Linked DNA regions of Mus musculus: all the other regions are linked to region 2. Evidence: chromatin contacts called from public HiChIP or PLAC-seq and promoter capture Hi-C data. All regions are on one chromosome and are shown on one strand. The core of a region is the stretch at or near the end of the contact, and the rest is flanking DNA. Distances in the headings are between cores, read along the strand shown. Region 1 overlaps Abca9 (ATP-binding cassette, sub-family A (ABC1), member 9). Region 2 holds the start of Prkar1a (protein kinase, cAMP dependent regulatory, type I, alpha). Region 3 has its middle 14 kb from the start of Gm39441. Region 4 overlaps Rgs9 (regulator of G-protein signaling 9). Region 5 overlaps Rgs9 (regulator of G-protein signaling 9). Region 6 overlaps Gm39444 (a long non-coding RNA gene).

Region 1 (2,700 bases), core at 158-2,657, 480 kb before region 2:
GAATTACTTTCTAACATCCATGCACTTATGACTTTATAAAAGCCTAGTCCTCCAAAACATTTAAATCTAATACTTTTGCATTATCCAGAAGCAGAAGAATAACTCTTTATAAATATCGAACTGAACTACTTTGGCATAAGTTTATGAAAATAGAAAAAAATAACTTCTCCATGGGTGTTCCAAGAATGTGTATTATATAATAAATTATGTGTTTTGTTTTTGTTTTGTGTGTGTGTAGAAAGGGAGATAGCTAAATATAGACATAGAGATAAATGCTATTGATGTGTGAAATGCTTTAATCTTAGAGTAAGAGACGGGAGCTCTGTTCTACAGATAGAACCTTGGGACGGGCCCATTTATTTGGCTGATACACTGAGGACAGTACAATCAAGTCAGAGACCTGCTTTCTCTCCGCTTACCATGTCTGTATGATTGTAGGAACACATGCTTTATGAGTACGGATTCATGAGCAACGCATTTTTCTGGATACCAGTGGCTGCCAGCCTCACCCCTTACATTGCGATGGGCAGCATCAGTGACCACAAAGTAAGACATTATTAAAGTCTTCAGATCTCCTTCACACCCAGGAAAACTTCCTTTGGATCTTGTGAGCATAGGTAGCGAATCTAATGTGTGTGTTCGTTGCAATATATAATGGAGCATTTCAATAATAGGCTGTCAAAATAGGAATAAAACGCATTTTCCTTAAACAGGATAGCGCCACCAACCAGTAGCAAGTGACAGCTTTTAATTATTCTTGGAGACCACCCTATTCTTCCTACAACACACTCCTTGGTACTCATATCTCATCACAAAGACAGTTTCAACCCAGACCTTTTCCCCGTTTAATAAGGCCCATTAAAAACTGCCATGCAAAATATTTGAATGGGGCTTATGGTCATAAGACTTTCCTCATTTGTTAACTGTTTCTTCTCCACCAGGAATGAATACCACTAAAGTAGCAATGTTTTTTCCTTTAAATTCTGCACATTCTGTTGCTTCCCATCCCAGTGAATAATGGACCGGCCTCTGTTCCCATGCCCTATCAGACACATTTTAAGTGTAAGAGTGTTTGTCTGCATGCATTTATCTATCACATGCATATAGTGCACGTGCCTATGAAGGTTAGGAGAGGATGTCCAGTTCCCTGGAACTAGAGTTACCATCCCTGTTCAAAGTCTCCCTGCACAAGCCTGACAGCTGCCAATCAAGGCATCATGCGCAACAGCTCAGCATTTGTAAATAAAAAATTAAATATAAAAGTGTTTAATAAGGACCTATCGCTAACATCCGTACTCTTGACAGTATCCAGCAGTAGATTAAAAAAAAACCCCTTAGGGAGAGCTGAGTCAACTTATCTGTCTTGTTTTGCAATATTAGCCGTCCCTCTGGTGTAGGGTTGTGGCAAGTGGTGATGTCATTTTCCAAACAAGAGTAATAGTTATTAAAGGGATACAGTAAGAATAGCTGCTGTGACTATGCGTGTGGTTGCCTGGGTCTCAGCTTTCTAGGATTTTATGATGATCTTTATGTTTTGTTTTTGTTTGTTTGTTTTTGTTTATTATTATTATCAGAAAAAAGTTCTTTCCCAGCTGTGGACTTCAGGCCTTTACCCGTCTGCTTACTGGTGTGGACAGGCTCTGGTGGACATTCCCATATACTTCCTCATTCTCTTTCTCATGCAAATAATGGACAGTGTTTTTAGTTCTGAGGAGTTTATATCTGTGATGGAGAGCCTGTTGATTCAGGTAAGTGGCAAAGATTTAGAAATTCTTACTTTGGGGATGAAGTTTTATTAGACCATCTTTTCCGCGAATGGAATAATATTAGTTCACAGAGTCCCCTTGGCAGGTTTAATCTAGGTTCCATTGATAAAAGAATTTAAAAAAAATCTCAGAAAGGAACTTGAGAATGATTTGTTGGGGTTCAAAAAAGGAAGAAAGCCCCACACAAGCTGGAAATATTAGCAGCTGCCAGGAGAAGGGGGCTGAAACATGGGGGGGAGGGGGGAGGGAGAGGGAGGGAGAGAGAGAGAGAGAGAGAGAGAGAGAGAGAGAGAGAAAGAGAGAGAGAGGCTAACAGAATACCCATAAAAGGTAGACCTTGAGGCAAAATGAGCGCTGTGCAGAGAAGGAATGAGGTAGGCAGAGTCCTTGCTCTTTTGGTTCTCACTGATAGAATGCAAAAACTGTCCTTTTTCCAGGGTGGCAGGGGTTTGGGCACAAAATCAGCTTGAAAGGTGCTCTCTACACTTGTAGATGACCAGAGCGGGAACTACGGCACATTAATATGATGTGACGCAGCCTTGCAGTCACCCCACAGTTTTTCTTGGGGCCTGGCCTCAGGCTGTGGAAGATAACGAGCTGCATTAACTGTAGGCTTCCTTTAAAGTTGTGTTAGCTTTGGACCAAGAGTGACTGACTGAGACTATCTTATACTGCCAGCATACCCTTTAATGTTGACGCTGTTGGGCCATTTGGAAGTCCCTGTTATGACCCTTGCCTTTAGTTCTAAGCATTCTGAGGACTGTAACTGACTACTGAAAGGCCAGCAATGTTTTATTGATTTTTAAATCTTATTTTTAAATTAGTTGAGCGTTTCAGACCTGTCTTGATTGTATTTACACCCTGTTCCCCAACTCTTTCCCAATTCACCCACCCAGACTTTATTAATCCCAAATATATGAGAAAAAAAACACTT
Region 2 (2,700 bases), core at 192-2,691:
TCCCTCTTAGATCCTGTCTCTGGCTGGGAAGGATGGCGCAACTAGGGCTGATAAGTGAAAAATGGTGTATGCATTACAAAGACCAAAAGGCAGGCACTGGTAAAGAAAATACAAACACCAGTCATCATGTGAAACGCCAAATAATCTAATTTTATGGCCTTAGGATTTTTAATCGGGTATGTCTTGGTTCCACGTTTGTATTTACTTTTTAAAAACCCCACAACTTAGCTTCTCTCCAAAACAAACACTAAAACCATCATCACTGCATCGAGTATTCGTAAGAAGGGGGATTCTTGAGGAAATTCGGTTCTGATGACACTCTTGCTTTCAGAAGGACTATACTGGAGGACATATTTAAACCGCCTTTGGGAGCCTGTTGCTGACAGGGCCCACATCTAAAGGATGCCAAGTAACACTAACACAGCCTGGGGGGTGGGGTGGGGGTCATCATCTAAATGCGAGCCTTCATTTCTCTGCTCAAGAAACCTATCTATCCTGGCTCCCTCAAGTCATCGGCTGTCCCCACACCCGCTCTGGGCTGGAGTTAAGGGTTAACGGGCGCCGCGTATTTTCACGAGGGAGGGCAGGAAAGTGCCCTTCACTTCACTTAGGCCACGGTCATGATCACTGAGAGCAGCAAGACGGCCCCTCATCCCCCACCAGGCAGGAGGCCGCAGACGTGGAGTGGAGCGGAGCGGGAGGCCTGGGGAGGCTGGGGTGGGCGGTGGTGGGGGCTGGAAAGGACGAGAAGTGTTAGGGGGACAAAGGGAAATGGAGCTAGGCTGAAATCACCGAGCGGAGGGGTGGAGGGAGACGAGCCCGCGAAGAGGAGGGGGGAAGCCAGGGCAGAAGAAACGACTGGGCAGAGATGAAGACTACAGCCGAGTGGCGAGGCTAAGACCGAAAAGCCATGGCGGATTCCGGTTTAAAAAAAAAAAAAAAATACCGAGCTCTTGTCCTTCAGGAAGTGGGGGAGGGAGGACGGGCGCCGAGGCCGCGGCGCGCGGGGGCGGAGGCGGCCGGGGAGCCGAGGGCAGCGCAGGACCGGGGACCCGGAGACACTCAGGACGGGGGCGGAACGGCGGGGGGCAGGGGCGGCCTACGGCCCCGCGGGGAACGGTGCAAGGGCGGACCCCGGGGGACAGTGCGAGGCCTGCGACAGGCCCCGAGGCCGCCTCGGAGGCGCAGGGGGTGCGGCCGTCCCCCCGCAGCGCGCTCCCCGGGGCGCCATCTTGGCTCGCTCCCGCGCCTTCAGGGACGCGCAGCGGAGCGCCGCGGCCGGCGACTCCCCGGTCAGGCCTCGGGCCCGCACTCACCTGAGGGCGGGCGGCGGCACGAGCAGGGGCTAACGCAGGGCGAGGCGGCCGGGGTGACCGAGCGTCCAGCGGGCTCAGCTCGCAGCCTCACTACCACTCTGCGATAGCGGCTCGGCGACGGCTCCACCGGAAACCAGCCGACCGCGGCCAATCAGCGTTCGGCTGCTGACGTCAATGCGCCTCGCTCTGGCCAGGGCGGTTGCCTTGGCAACCTTAAAGGCGCAGACGCCTAGGATCCTCCTCCAACCCCATCCCCACCCCCCTCAAGCCCACCACCGGCTACTCCCACCCCCTACCCTTAGCCCGTCGTCATCTAGCTAGAACCGTTCTCTTGCAGGGCACCTCTCCATCTTTATCTTGTCGCGTATACGTAGCCCCTTCATCGCTCTCATCTTTTTCCTTCTCTTTCTGCTAACCCGTTTCTGTCTCCTTTATTGTCCCTTCCTTACCAGGTGTGGTGGGGGGTCCTCTAGATTGTTTAGCTGTTCGGAGATCTCAGCCTCTCCTCGGTTCCTCGGTGGCTCTTGCGTCTGCCTCCCTCCACGCCTCTGTCTTTTCTCCCTCCCTTCGACCCTCCTACCGCAGACCCACGTGGGACGATTCGGTGACAGGTGGGCGACTCCGCCCTGGGTGCTATGGGACGGCAGGGAGGGGGATGGGGTTACAGGACGCTGGGCGGACAAGGAGATCCCTGCTGTTGGAAGAGGAGGAGGCCCTAGCGGATCTACCACAGCTGAGCGCAAGCGGATGCTGAGATGCTCCTGATGGACAGAGCGCGCATCCTGTGTAGACCCCCGCAATACCCGGGGTTCCGGACTCGGGCCTGTCATCCGGTCCAGGAAATCTGAGCCCCTATCAAGCCTCTGCTTGGCTAATCTGACTACTGTCTCCACAAGTGAGCTGTCATCAATGGAGGCCCTACCGTGCCTACAGAAGCACCAGATGTAGGGAGACTTCCAAGAGGAGCCCGGAGTCCTGATAATGCCCTAGCCTCCTATTATGCCAGACTGCGTCATGGGCAGTACAGACAGATGGGCAGATCAAATCATTGACCAAGCAAGAAATCTGAGCTGCATGAGAAAACAAGAGAAAAGGCGACTTCATTATTCCTTCAGTCAACTTTCCCCTTAAGTATGTGAAAATGAAAGCAAGGGACACAATTTTAGGCATATGAATTAAATAAATAAAGTGGGCCTAAATAAATACATAAATAAAATAGGCCCCTGCAGTGTGTGGTTCTGAGTAGCTGCAAGGTGTTGACAGCCTCATCGTGTATGTGCTAGGGCAATGTGCGTAGAAAATATCACGGATTTAACACTTAGTACCAAAAAAGGTTACAATATCTCCTGCATAATTTTCACAGTGATCCCCAGTTAAGATATTT
Region 3 (2,700 bases), core at 23-2,522, 340 kb after region 2:
AATCGCTGGGCCATCTCTCCAGCCCCTCATTTCCTTTTCTAAATATTTTATGGCTTGTGGTACTTTCTTTTACATGTTTATAAAACTTGGAGCCACCTTTACGGGAACCTAGCCTTATGATTTCCAAAAAAAGTAGATGTGAAATGCCTTTTGGGAGGTGAGAATGAATGCCTTCTGCACAGGACAGTGCCCGGGTGACTTATTTCTGTATTCCAACATCTTCCAAGATGTGTTCCTGGAAAAACAAAACAAAACAAACCAAACCATGGAGCCATAATAATAAGGTCTTGCTCAAAGGTTTGTGATGAAAAATCTTGGGGATCAGCAGACTAAACAAAGTTGAGCAAGTTCTAATTACTTCAGGTCTTCCAGGAGTCTTCATATTGTTACTATGTGGAGACTCCAGTTTAAACTTCAGGACTGCTGGTTCATCTCTTGTTCCCTTCTCAGGACCACACTGCAGCAAAGCCTCTTTACATAAAGCATTCCAAGGTGTCTTCATAAACCCTCGGAAGGTCTATCAGTGTACAAAGAAACATGTAGCCCCGTACGGTCTCACTTGCTGGGGTATGATAATAGATCGTCTTATTTCAAATAGAAGACACTCAGGTTCACAAAGGTTAGGTACCTGTGGTGAGCGGCTGCTTGTTGGGGGACTAGGAACAAGGGAAATATTCTAGCTGAATAACCCAACGTGATGGGGGTTGCATTTTTTTTTTCTTGGCAAGACCTTGGATATGACACCTTCACCAGCTCCCTAAGCTAGCCTTGGATTTGGCATCCCCCTATAGCTCCAGGGCATTGTGACATATCTCAGGTGTGCATAATTCTTCCAGGACCTGATCTCGTCCTCATTAACCCAAGTTGTCTCTCTCATTTCCAGTCACAACTAGAGTATATTGTTACTTGATATTTATTTATGGACAAGCTAGTCTTTGTCTCAGATGCACACACACACTCCCCAAGCCCCATTCTTTTAAATTTGAGTGTCACTATGATTTTTTATAACCCATCTGGTAGTGAGCGGTTACAGACAGGAAAGAGGGCTACAGCTTGGGGTACCGGAGGAAAGGCACTCCCGAGAGAAAGGGAATCTGGTGTGGCGCTCCCTTGCCACACTCCAATCCTGCACCCATCTGGAGCAAATTCCGCAGAAAAGGCGAGCCCCGCAGCCCCCGGCAAGAGAGCCTAGCAAAGCCTTAGGACACTATGAAGAATAGAGTAAACGCAGGGCACCAGCGCCTGTAGGGCGAGGCCGGAAGTGAGCTGAGGGCGGAAATCCTCTGCAGGAGCCTAAGCGTCCTCTCTAGGAGTGTGGAGGTCTTTGCATCTCCTTGGTCCAGTGGAGGGAGCGGGGAGCCCGCCAAGTTTTTGGGAGACTCCTTACCTTTGGTGCTGACAGAGCCACCTAGTGAGGATGGGAGACCACTGACATTACTGCTTAAAACAAAACAAAACAACACACAATAAAACAACGAAGACACCGGAGCACAGTAGGGCACCACCTAAATCTTCAACAGTTCCCTATCCCCTACTCCCCCAGCATAGAACACATATTTTTCCAAAATCTTTTTATTTTAAATTATGTATTTATTTATGTGCACACGTGTCTTAGTCAGGGTTTCTATTCCTGCACAAACATCATGACCAAGAAGCAAGTTGGGGAGGAAGGGGTTTATTCGGCTTACATTTCCATACTGCTGTTGATCACCAAAGGATGCAGGACTGGAACTCAAGCAGGTCAGAAAGCAGGAGCTGATGCAAAGGCCATGGAGGGATGTTCTTTACTGGCTTGCTTCATCTGGCTTGCTCAGCCTGCTCTCTTATAGAACCAAGACTACCAGCCCAGAGATGGCACCACCCACAAGGGGCCTTTCCCCCTTGATCACTAATTGAGAAAATGCCTTACAGCTGGATCTCATGGAGGCATTTCCTCAACTGAAGCTCCTTTCTCTGTGATAACTCCAGCTGTGTCAAGTTGACACAAAACTAGCCAATACAACACATATTTTAATTTTAATATTTAATTATATATTTGTGTATGTACACATGTGTTTTTAAATCACATTTTAGTGTGTGTGTGTGCTGATGCCCTGGAGGCCTGAAGAGGTTGTCAGATCTCCTGGAGCTGGAGTTATTCGTGGTTGTGGGCCACCTGATGTGGGTGCTGGGATGGAACTCAAGTCTTCTGTAAGAGCAGTCTGTACTCTTAGCAGCTGAGTCAACTCTTCAGCGTGTGTGTGTGTGTGTGTGTGTGTGTGTGTGTGTGTGTGTATACATACTCATATACATATATTCTGAGACAGTGTATTTTTCATGCAACACACAGGAAAACTGATGATGATGATGTATTAGAATGGTTTCATCTGTGAAGCCTCACATTGAATGTAGGCTGGTGCTATACTTGAGCTGTTTTTTTTTCTCTTCATACCCTGGGCACGAGCACACACAGCGGTCCCTCTACTTCCTTCTCTAATTCCAGTTGGCTCATCTGTTGAGTCATGGTTTCAGGTGAGCCAGCTTTTATGCACTATTGTATCTGTATTTTCTGCTCTATAAAATAGTGAAATTTGAGTGAGTTTATAACTGCTGAGTCTGGTGGAGGGAAGAGCTGTCCAGGTGTAGTAATGTGTGGCATTTGATGCAAGAAAGAGTGTGGTGAAATTAGTTCATTTGGGGTAATGGATTGCCAATGTGTGC
Region 4 (2,700 bases), core at 192-2,691, 400 kb after region 2:
AGTTCCCAAACATAGGCATTATTGGTTCCAGAGGTGGAATCTAGAAGATCAGTGGTCTTGGTTCATCTGTGACAATTGCAGCTTCTAAAATGGACACCAAGACACAGATTGAGTCAACTTTGGAATGTAAAATCTTCCTATGACATGTGACAAAGCCATGTTTGAACTAGGGACAGAAAATTGACAAGGGGACAGGACTGGAAGAAAAACAGCACTATCACACTAGGACAGATCTCTCTAAATAGCTTCCCATCCCAGGGCTGTCACACATTTTTTTCTGAGAAGACAGTAATAGACATGTAACTAAGCCGATACCAGAAGAGAGGCCAGGCAGGCCAATTATGCCATGGAATTATCCGGGCTCTCTGGGTTGGATTTCTAGGAAGCCCTCTTTCTATCTGCTTTTCAGAATTGTCAAGTACAGCGAGCAGTTCTCGTCCAATGACGCCATCATGTCCGGCTGCCTTCCAAGCAATCCTTGGATAACAGACGACACCCAGTTCTGGGATTTAAATGCCAAATTGTATGTATTTCAAACATTGAAATTTTAACAAATCTGGTTTGTTTGATTTTATTTTGTCGAGTGTATGTGTGTGATGTGTTTGCACGTGTGTATGATTGAGACCAGGTGTGTGGGTCCATGTGTTCATGTGTATGGAGGCCTTAGGCTGGTATCAGATGTCTTCCTTCCACCCATCTACACTTTGTTTATTAAGTGGTGGTCTCTCACTGAGCCCATAGTTCTCCAGTTCTGGCTAGTCTACCTAGCTAGCTTTCCCTGGGGATCCCGTCTCTGCCTCCTGAGGGGGCAGTTTACAGGCGGCTACCACACCTGCTAGGTTTTTACATGAGTTCTGGAGACCCAAAGTGGTTTTCACACTTTTATAGCAAATGCTTTATCCACTGAGCCATCTCCTCAGCCCAAAATGTGCTTTATTTTAGGGTGGTCTGTGGTTCAGTTGGTAGAGTGTCTAGAATTCATGAAGCCTCAGATTTGACCCCCAACACAATATAATGGTGCACCTGTAACCCCAGCACCTGGGAGGCAGGAGGATCAGGCATTCAAGGTTCCTGAGCTACATAGCAGGTTCAAAGCCAACCTGGTATACACCAGGCCCTATATCAAGTTTGAGTTTTTTTTTTTTTGAGTTGTAATTCATATGTCATACAATTTACCCATTTAAAGTGTACAGTTAAAATTTTGTTATATTGACAGGGGAATATAATCTCTACCACAATGTTTTAAAAACAAATCTGCACCCTCTAGTTGTTGGTGCCCCCAAATCTCCACTCCCTGCCCTCCCCCTAGATGGTCAGTGGTCAATCTATTTTCTGATTATCCGTATTCTTCTATTCTAGATGCTTCCTGTAAATGACATCATAGGATGTGTGGTCTTTCATTGGGCATTTTTCACTTCCTGCTAAACTTTCAGAGTTTATTCACACTGTAGCAGGATGTAGCATTTTGTTTCAGTTTTGTATAAACAAACTTCCCTGTGTGAACCCGTCTGTCTAGAGAAGGACATTTGGGCTTTTCCCAAGTGGTAACTATCATGACAAATGCTGTCACAAACATTCGTGCACATTCAGGGTAAAAGGGAAGTCTTGGTGAGTGACAGATGCTGACTGGTAGCTGTGACCACAGCATCCAGGGACCAATATGTCACTGGAATTCTAACCTGGCTTGAAGGTGGCAGCCTGAGCCTTCATAGATTGTTTTATGACGGGGATCTTTACCCCTGAAGAACAGGGATCCACTGGGTTGTGACTCTCCCTCAGCTCTGGGAGGCCACATCTCTGGTGTGAACCCCAGGGGACTTGGAGGCTGTGTCCTCCTAGTAAGTGGCAACTTGGATTGTGTGTCTATGCAGAGGCTAGGGGGCAGAGCAAAACTGGGATCAGGTGGAGACATTGGCCAAGGACCTCATGAAGGTTGGTAGACCTATCACTCCCACTGAGGCTAAGTACAGCCCCTGTCTCCCAGGGAGTGCCACATTTACCAGTCACCATCCTTGCAGGGTGGAGATCCCAACCAAGATGCGAGTGGAGAGATGGGCTTTCAACTTCAGCGAACTGATTCGAGACCCCAAGGGTCGGCAGAGCTTCCAGTACTTTCTCAAGAAGGAATTTAGTGGTGAGTTCTCTTTCCTTCCTTCCTTCCTTCCTTCCTTCCTTCCTTCCTTCCTTCCTTCCTTCCTTCCTTCCTTCCTTCTTTCCTCCCTCTTTCCCTTCCTCCCTCCCTCCTTCCCTCCCTCCATCCCTCCCTACCTCTGTTCTTTCCTACCTTCCTCCTTCCCTCCCTTCCTCCCTCCCTTTCTTTTAATTCCTCTTCTCTCCCTCCCCTTCCCTCCTCTCTGAGACAGGATTACGTGTAGCCCAGGCTACCTCTTGGTTCTTTTGACTCTCCATCCCAAGTGCTGGGAACATGCATGAGACCCTCTACTTGGTGTTAAAGGGTGCTGAAGCTCGAACCCACAGCTTGGTGGGTGCATGGCAAAGACTTCAGGGACTAAGCAGCCCCTCCTTCCAGCACGAGTCTTTTAAAAAAAGTTACTCTCCCTTTCATGGCCAGCCTAGACTTTTAGGAGTTTTGCAGTGGGTGCTTCCATACCTTGTTAAGGTCTAAACAGGATCTCCTGCTTTCCCAGGAGTAAGAGTCTAACCTGGGTCCAGGACCTTCATTTTCCATAGGCTCAGAAA
Region 5 (2,700 bases), core at 148-2,647, 380 kb after region 2:
CAGGTGCCATCTTATTTTAACTTGGTGTGGCAGAAAGGCTCGGGGTCATAGTCCTTGTCCCTCCTGATCTTTTTAGTTGGGAAATGGAGGCTCGGAGAGGCTAACACTACTTGGTCAGGGTCACTTGGTTGGGCTAGAATGACTCAATTCTATTCAGCATAACACTTTTGTGTTTCTAGTGGGTTCCAGCCCTAAGCTGAGCCCAGGAGCAAGGAGATGGAATTGTCTCTTTCCCCAGCCCCTCCATGCCCTCTGCTACTTCTGTGCTCTGAGTGGGACAATCTCAGCCACCCACACCCTGACAAAACCCTTCCAGGAGCTGCCGCTCAGAGCTGTCTCAGTGGCTCCCACTTTCCTCCTCCAGAAGTCCTAGATAAGTCTGAGTACCCAGACTCTTCAGAGATTCCTCTCCTCACTTGAGGCTCTGTGGGACAGGGAATTCCTAAAAGACTCCTTTCTTCTGAGACACCAGTGTCCCCTTAACTCCATGACTTAACTCATGGATTTTAGATGTGGAATCCTACCACAAAACTAGATGGGCCATGTGGGCTTGCCTGTAGAGAGAGTTTTTGTCATGCTGAGCCCCTCCCGCTGTGTGTGTGTGTGTGTGTGTGTGTGTGTTCTTCCTCTTCCTTTTTTTCCTCCTCTTGTGGCTATGTGACTTGCTCATTCTTTTGTGGCCCAGCCTCGTAAATTACACACGCTATGCCCGACACTCTAGTGGTGGAAGTCAGCATAAAACTCCACCTGGTTCTAAGCGGGAGGGGAAACAGACCCCTCCATCCACAGGAAGGGCCTGGAGACACATTTCTGAATCACTACAGAGACCGTTTTTGATTTTGCTTCTGTTTTCATAATGTTTTCTCACAGTACGAACACCACAGGCAAGTCTGTATTTACTTGAGTACTCTTGCAACGCTTAGACTAAAAACCACTCAAAGGCTGGAGCTATGTTTTGACTCCCAGTAATTGGAACATAGTAGGAGATCAATAAATCCATGAATGAGCAGAAGATTAAACAAATGGAATTGTGAAAAAAAAAGTCACATGAGCAACTCGATGAATTCCTTATTTACTGGCTCTTTGGGATCTGTCACAGCTCTCCTGACCTCCGCACAGTGCTGCTGCTGAGCAAGTCCAGACAGGCCAGCTGGTCTCATTAAAGATGGGCTCCATTTACAAGGCTGGCTAGTATTATAGAAACCACGCAAACCTCAGGGTGCTTGTGGTCCATCCTCCCGAGGACTCCGGCTGGTTACGCTGGTAGAAAATCCATTAGGTTGTTAAGGGGAATAGGGGCAACAATGTTTCTATTTAATTTCCAGAGGAGGTTGGTAGAACACCCTCCTGGAATGGCTGCGCTGCTCACCCATCTGGCTCTCTGGATGCTATTATGCTCTTCACAGAACATTAACGAGGAAGTAAATCCACCACCTCTGTGTGAGGAGGGTGTTTGCGTCATCTCGTGTTGCCCGTTGCCTGGGAAAACAGACGTTAATAAATGTGAGCACAGCTAGCCTTGGAAGTGGGACTGGTGCTCTTGGCGTGATAATGAGTACTTCTTCCCTTCCGGAGGGGGAGGCCCGGCATCACTTCCTCCTGCGGTGGCAAAGGGGAGATGATTAGACAAAACAGGATAACCTTTTACAGTCCCCAGCAGGACTGAGAAAAGGCTATGACTTGTCACCGCCTCACTGGAGGGACAGGGAAGGACAAACAGGAGAAAAATAGGACTTCCTGAGACACTCGTTGCTCCAGCATAGCTCTGGTGTGGATTGTTACCCATCTGCCTGTTGGGATGTTGATTATCTTGTTTGCTGAAGCAGGGAAACCAGTATGAAGTCAGGGAGGCCACTGGGTCACATGATCATCTCTGCTCGCTTCGTAGTGACTTTGGTGACAGATCTGATTCTGGAGCTGGTCATGGTGACAGCACCTAAGTCATGCAGCCCAGTACCATGAAGAAGTGGAACACATTCTCAATTCCCAGAGAGGATGCAGCAGCCCACCCCCCCCGCCCCCACATACAGGGCCTTCCACTCCTCCTCTTCCTTCATCTTTTGTACTTAACAGTGAGTGACAGACTGTTAAGGAGCCCACCAAGACAAAGGGACCTCACCAAGTTGCTAGGATCGAATGAGTCCATGCATGTTGGAACGGTACCCGGAGCAAAAGAGTGATGTGCTATTGGCAGTGCTTGCTGTGTTTTTTATGTACATTCTTTGAGCAGGTGGGGAAAGCGGTCCAGGTCATCAGGAATGGGGGTCATCTTAGACCTTAAGATGTGAAGCACTGCTCGCCCTGAGCCTAGCTTTTGTGTTGTTTTAGGACTGGAAAGGAAAGGAACAAAGCCGACAGGTACGCGCTGGACTGCCAGGAGAAGGCGTATTGGCTGGTGCACCGAAGTCCGGTAAGTAAGGCTTCCCTTTCTCCCCTGACTCCTCCCCATTCTGTGCTCACCGCAGCACAGCTGCCTCTGGCTTCCCACCTTCTTGTCGCCAACAAGAGTTGAACTGGATTATCTGGTGTGGGCTGCCTTGTGCTGTGTCTTCTTGGTGGGGTCCTTACAGCTTGTCTGTCAGTGTTAAGTACCAAGCAACGGGAATCGACTCATCTTTTGTGAGGGTTTGGAATTTTTGTTGTTGAGGTTTAAGGAAATAAGAAGATCTGGGAACACAGGTCCCGAATGAGAAAAAAAAC
Region 6 (2,700 bases), core at 105-2,604, 280 kb before region 2:
TTCACCTTGCATTGCATTGCTGCGTTTCCTTTGTAATGACTTAATAGAGAAAAGCTTACCAAAGAACTTCTCATGACATCCCTGTGTCTTCTTGCCTCTTCCACAGAATCAGGCTGGTTGGTGAGCCTCACGGTTTCTTCTGAACTGAACTGCCCTTGACAATTCATGTGTGGTGTCTGTCAAGTGGACCGGATTGCAGATGCTAATTTGTGTTTTGTGTTTGTCTAGTGAACTGGACTGAGAACAACAATGATTGGAATCACCCCCCAAAGAACTATTTCTAAACATGTCCACTTCCCCTGTCTCCTAATTACCTTTCTTTTCCACTACTTCTGGTGGGTGATGGGATAGAAGGGAGATTGAACCCTTACAAAGATAGGTTGTGAAAAATATATGCCTATAAAACCCTCTGTCCCCATTCATGTATATCACCATAAAAGAAGAAGACATATATTGTGATTGTATTTTCCTGAGACTAAGTTTGCATATCTAACTGACCTTTTTCATTATCTAGAAAGATGTAGCAATTTGGAATCCCAAGGAATATAATGCCAAGCTGGGAGCTTTCTGGATATATGATTAGAATAGAGCATCCAATCCTACCAAACCTTAACACACTATGTTGTTACAGTAGAATCCCAGACACTAGACATTTCTTCTTCTCTATTTCTGTAAGTCAATGTTCAGAGATCAGTAGATTAATCAAAATCATACAATAGCTAAAGAGCTTACCCAGGGTCCTACTGACAATTGATCTTCTCATCGCTCCAAACAGCTTCAATGTCATGCTAATTTGGTTTGGAAAGCAGCAGGTGTAGAAACCCCAGACCCTTCCCAACGTGCTCCAAATTCAATCAGAAATGAAATCATACCTATGTGGTATGAAGCAAAAAGATAACAAAATAACATTATAGAATGCCATGCTGCATGCTATCAACAGAAGTGTTCACTGCAATATTTTAAGGAAGGGCTGGAGAGATGGTTTAGTCGTTTTTCCAGAGAACTCCAGTTCAGTTCCTAGCACCCACTTTGGGTGACTCTAATTTCAGCTCCAGAGAATCAGACATCTTTTTCTGCCCTTTATCTGCACAAATACATACACACACACACACCAATAAATAATAAATAAATTTTAAAATCTTTTTAATGTTTAAAGATAAGGAGATGCATTTTGGAATTAGCCTGTCTTATGAATGTGAGCTGAAAGACATTTATCCTTGAATTTGAAGGAATCATTGGAGGCTTATGGGTGAGAGCAGAACAAAATTACTGGAAAGCAACTGGAGGGTTATCAAAGATAAATTGTTCTTACTTCAATACAAGGCACATGGCCAAAGGTGACCTGTTTGACCAAGAGTCTGCAAACATTTCTTTAGTGGTGACTAACTGGCCCTTCTAGTTACAGTCTGTGGGTTTCTGGGGTTCAAAAGAAACTGGCAAAGTCCGCCTCAAATGGAATGGCAGCAAGCCAATAACTAGGAAAACAGCTCAAATACAGTAAGTAGCTTAATTCTATTGTGATTTGGAGGCGGTGGAGACCAGTAACTCACAAGGTAATCATTTAAGTGGTAATCATCTAGAAAGACTGGGAAGAGGATAAGGAAGGAGAAAACAAAGAGATACCTAGAGTGACTTGTCTTCAGATCTGTGCCATTCTGAACCAAAGGTCATCTGACTCTTTGTATAATGGCCACAGCCACAGTTATTGGCCATCAGCCATCAGATTTTACTGGGGTTCTGTTTTTGGTTTTGTTTTTGGTTATTGTGAAACCCAAACCACAGCTGTTAAGCACTTAGTTGCAGCTGTCTGGCAATGACATTCTGCCTCTACTTGATATAAACTCCATGTGTTCCTTTGTGAATGACCTCTTCCTTTGCTTCGCTGATAAGGACTTTTGAATAGTAAAGATATTTACACTTGTGGGGGTTGCTGCATCGGTGGACACAGACTTCTGAAGCATTGTGTTGCCTGTCTGATGTTTCAAACACAGGAATTTAGAATGGAATGTGGTCCAAGAGCCTGGATCCCAGGTCTCTTAAGAGAGCCCAGAGACAGAGATTGCTGGCAAAGAAAGCAGAAGAAGGGAAAGATGGGGTCTACGAGGGAGAGGGATGGTGTCAGAGGGTGAGAATGAAGGGAGAGGTGGATCTTCCACCACTCGAATCATAAAAAACCTGATGGAACTCCAGCGTGTGAAAGGTCAGGACATTATATTCAAAGGAAGTAGAGGAGTCCAGTAAGCTATAAGAGCTTCTGAGACTAGTGAAGAGAAGCAACTTAGGACAAATATTGAAACCCAATATAAAACAAAGACAGCCTTGTTCTCTACCAAAAGCTTTATGCAAGCTACTTCTAACAGTCAAGACATTAAAGACAGTGCTGGTGGTTTTTATTTCTATTAAACCATGTGTCCTAGTCTGATTTTCTGTCACTATAGTAAAACGCTGGCCAAGTCCAGTTAAGGAGAAAGGGGATGACTTCGCCTTACAGGTTACAGACTTTAATAGAGGGGAGCTAAGGCAGGAACCTGAAGGCACAAATGAAACAAAGACCACAGTGGAATGATGCGGATTGGTTTGCTCCTCATGCCCTGCTCCCCTTGCTTCTCTACACAACACAGACCTATGTGACTAAGGGTGGCACTTCCCACAGTAGGCTGGGCCCTCATCAGTGAATTAACAATCTAGAAAATGTCTCAC

What was found. Promoter capture Hi-C pulls out the DNA fragments that hold promoters and counts their contacts. HiChIP or PLAC-seq counts read pairs in DNA pulled down with a chosen protein or histone mark.
Region 1: an H3K4me3 HiChIP or PLAC-seq map of bone marrow-derived macrophages shows a contact between it and region 2, with 5 times the contacts expected there. The contact joins the enhancer-like site here to the promoter of Prkar1a in region 2. A contact is called at or near these places in 2 of 39 promoter capture datasets (hippocampal neurons and liver), 2 of 484 Hi-C or Micro-C datasets (liver and peritoneal macrophages), 4 of 115 datasets of contacts at active chromatin or transcription factors (astrocytes, bone marrow-derived macrophages and embryonic forebrain) and 1 of 9 other capture datasets (macrophages).
Region 3: an H3K4me3 HiChIP or PLAC-seq map of fetal liver shows a contact between it and region 2, with 6 times the contacts expected there. The contact joins the enhancer-like site here to the promoter of Prkar1a in region 2. A contact is called at or near these places in 4 of 39 promoter capture datasets (cranial neural crest, embryonic stem cells, hippocampal neurons and 1 more), 2 of 484 Hi-C or Micro-C datasets (B cells and bone marrow-derived macrophages), 18 of 115 datasets of contacts at active chromatin or transcription factors (the 230-238 cell line, the SCID.adh cell line, T-cell acute lymphoblastic leukemia and 14 more) and 4 of 9 other capture datasets (adipose tissue, liver, macrophages and 1 more).
Region 4: an H3K4me3 HiChIP or PLAC-seq map of bone marrow-derived macrophages shows a contact between it and region 2, with 5 times the contacts expected there. The contact joins the enhancer-like site here to the promoter of Prkar1a in region 2. A contact is called at or near these places in 11 of 39 promoter capture datasets (the 3T3-L1 cell line, the C10 cell line, the HPC-7 cell line and 5 more), 1 of 484 Hi-C or Micro-C datasets (the HPC-7 cell line), 21 of 115 datasets of contacts at active chromatin or transcription factors (the 230-238 cell line, DN3 thymocytes, bone marrow-derived macrophages and 13 more) and 5 of 9 other capture datasets (adipose tissue, embryonic stem cells, liver and 2 more).
Region 5: an H3K4me3 HiChIP or PLAC-seq map of bone marrow-derived macrophages shows a contact between it and region 2, with 4 times the contacts expected there. The contact joins the enhancer-like site here to the promoter of Prkar1a in region 2. A contact is called at or near these places in 2 of 39 promoter capture datasets (the HPC-7 cell line and stem cell-derived epiblast-like cells), 1 of 484 Hi-C or Micro-C datasets (LSK cells), 11 of 115 datasets of contacts at active chromatin or transcription factors (the HPC-7 cell line, bone marrow-derived macrophages, embryonic forebrain and 5 more) and 2 of 9 other capture datasets (adipose tissue and macrophages).
Region 6: a contact with region 2 is called in a promoter capture Hi-C map of liver, with 2.4 times the contacts expected there. The contact joins the enhancer-like site here to the promoter of Prkar1a in region 2. A contact is called at or near these places in 4 of 39 promoter capture datasets (hippocampal neurons, liver and second pharyngeal arch cranial neural crest) and 1 of 484 Hi-C or Micro-C datasets (liver).

The regions. Positions count from the first base shown.
Region 1 is chr11:110,129,613-110,132,312 of GRCm38.p6, reverse strand. Abca9 (ATP-binding cassette, sub-family A (ABC1), member 9) reads left to right here. Exons shown (of 39, transcript NM_147220.2): 23 at 439-546; 24 at 1,575-1,748. Among named protein-coding and RNA genes, the nearest start is that of Abca8a, 35 kb to the right of the region's middle. Within about 2 kb of position 1,407, at least 15 of the 459 cell types and tissues checked have an H3K27ac peak or open chromatin away from gene starts, as enhancers often do. A contact at or near this core is called in bone marrow-derived macrophages, where this site is marked.
Region 2 is chr11:109,649,690-109,652,389 of GRCm38.p6, reverse strand. It overlaps Prkar1a (protein kinase, cAMP dependent regulatory, type I, alpha), which reads right to left and starts at 1,441. Exons shown (of 11, transcript NM_001373913.1): 1 at 1,317-1,441.
Region 3 is chr11:109,310,898-109,313,597 of GRCm38.p6, reverse strand. No RefSeq gene overlaps it. Among named protein-coding and RNA genes, the nearest start is that of Gm39441, 14 kb to the right of the region's middle. Within about 2 kb of position 1,272, at least 258 of the 459 cell types and tissues checked have an H3K27ac peak or open chromatin away from gene starts, as enhancers often do. A contact at or near this core is called in the SCID.adh cell line, T-cell acute lymphoblastic leukemia, adipose tissue and 11 more, where this site is marked.
Region 4 is chr11:109,245,887-109,248,586 of GRCm38.p6, reverse strand. Rgs9 (regulator of G-protein signaling 9) reads left to right here. Exons shown (of 19, transcript NM_011268.2): 12 at 410-523; 13 at 2,019-2,134. Among named protein-coding and RNA genes, the nearest start is that of Gm39440, 28 kb to the right of the region's middle. Within about 2 kb of position 1,441, at least 20 of the 459 cell types and tissues checked have an H3K27ac peak or open chromatin away from gene starts, as enhancers often do. A contact at or near this core is called in bone marrow-derived macrophages, where this site is marked.
Region 5 is chr11:109,268,633-109,271,332 of GRCm38.p6, reverse strand. Rgs9 (regulator of G-protein signaling 9) reads left to right here. Exons shown (of 19, transcript NM_011268.2): 8 at 2,329-2,410. Among named protein-coding and RNA genes, the nearest start is that of Rgs9, 28 kb to the left of the region's middle. Within about 2 kb of position 1,397, at least 84 of the 459 cell types and tissues checked have an H3K27ac peak or open chromatin away from gene starts, as enhancers often do. A contact at or near this core is called in the HPC-7 cell line, LSK cells, bone marrow-derived macrophages and 1 more, where this site is marked.
Region 6 is chr11:109,926,220-109,928,919 of GRCm38.p6, reverse strand. It overlaps Gm39444 (a long non-coding RNA gene), which reads left to right. Exons shown (of 2, transcript XR_880288.2): 2 at 107-1,115. Among named protein-coding and RNA genes, the nearest start is that of Gm39444, 3.0 kb to the left of the region's middle. Within about 2 kb of position 1,354, at least 23 of the 459 cell types and tissues checked have an H3K27ac peak or open chromatin away from gene starts, as enhancers often do. A contact at or near this core is called in liver, where this site is marked.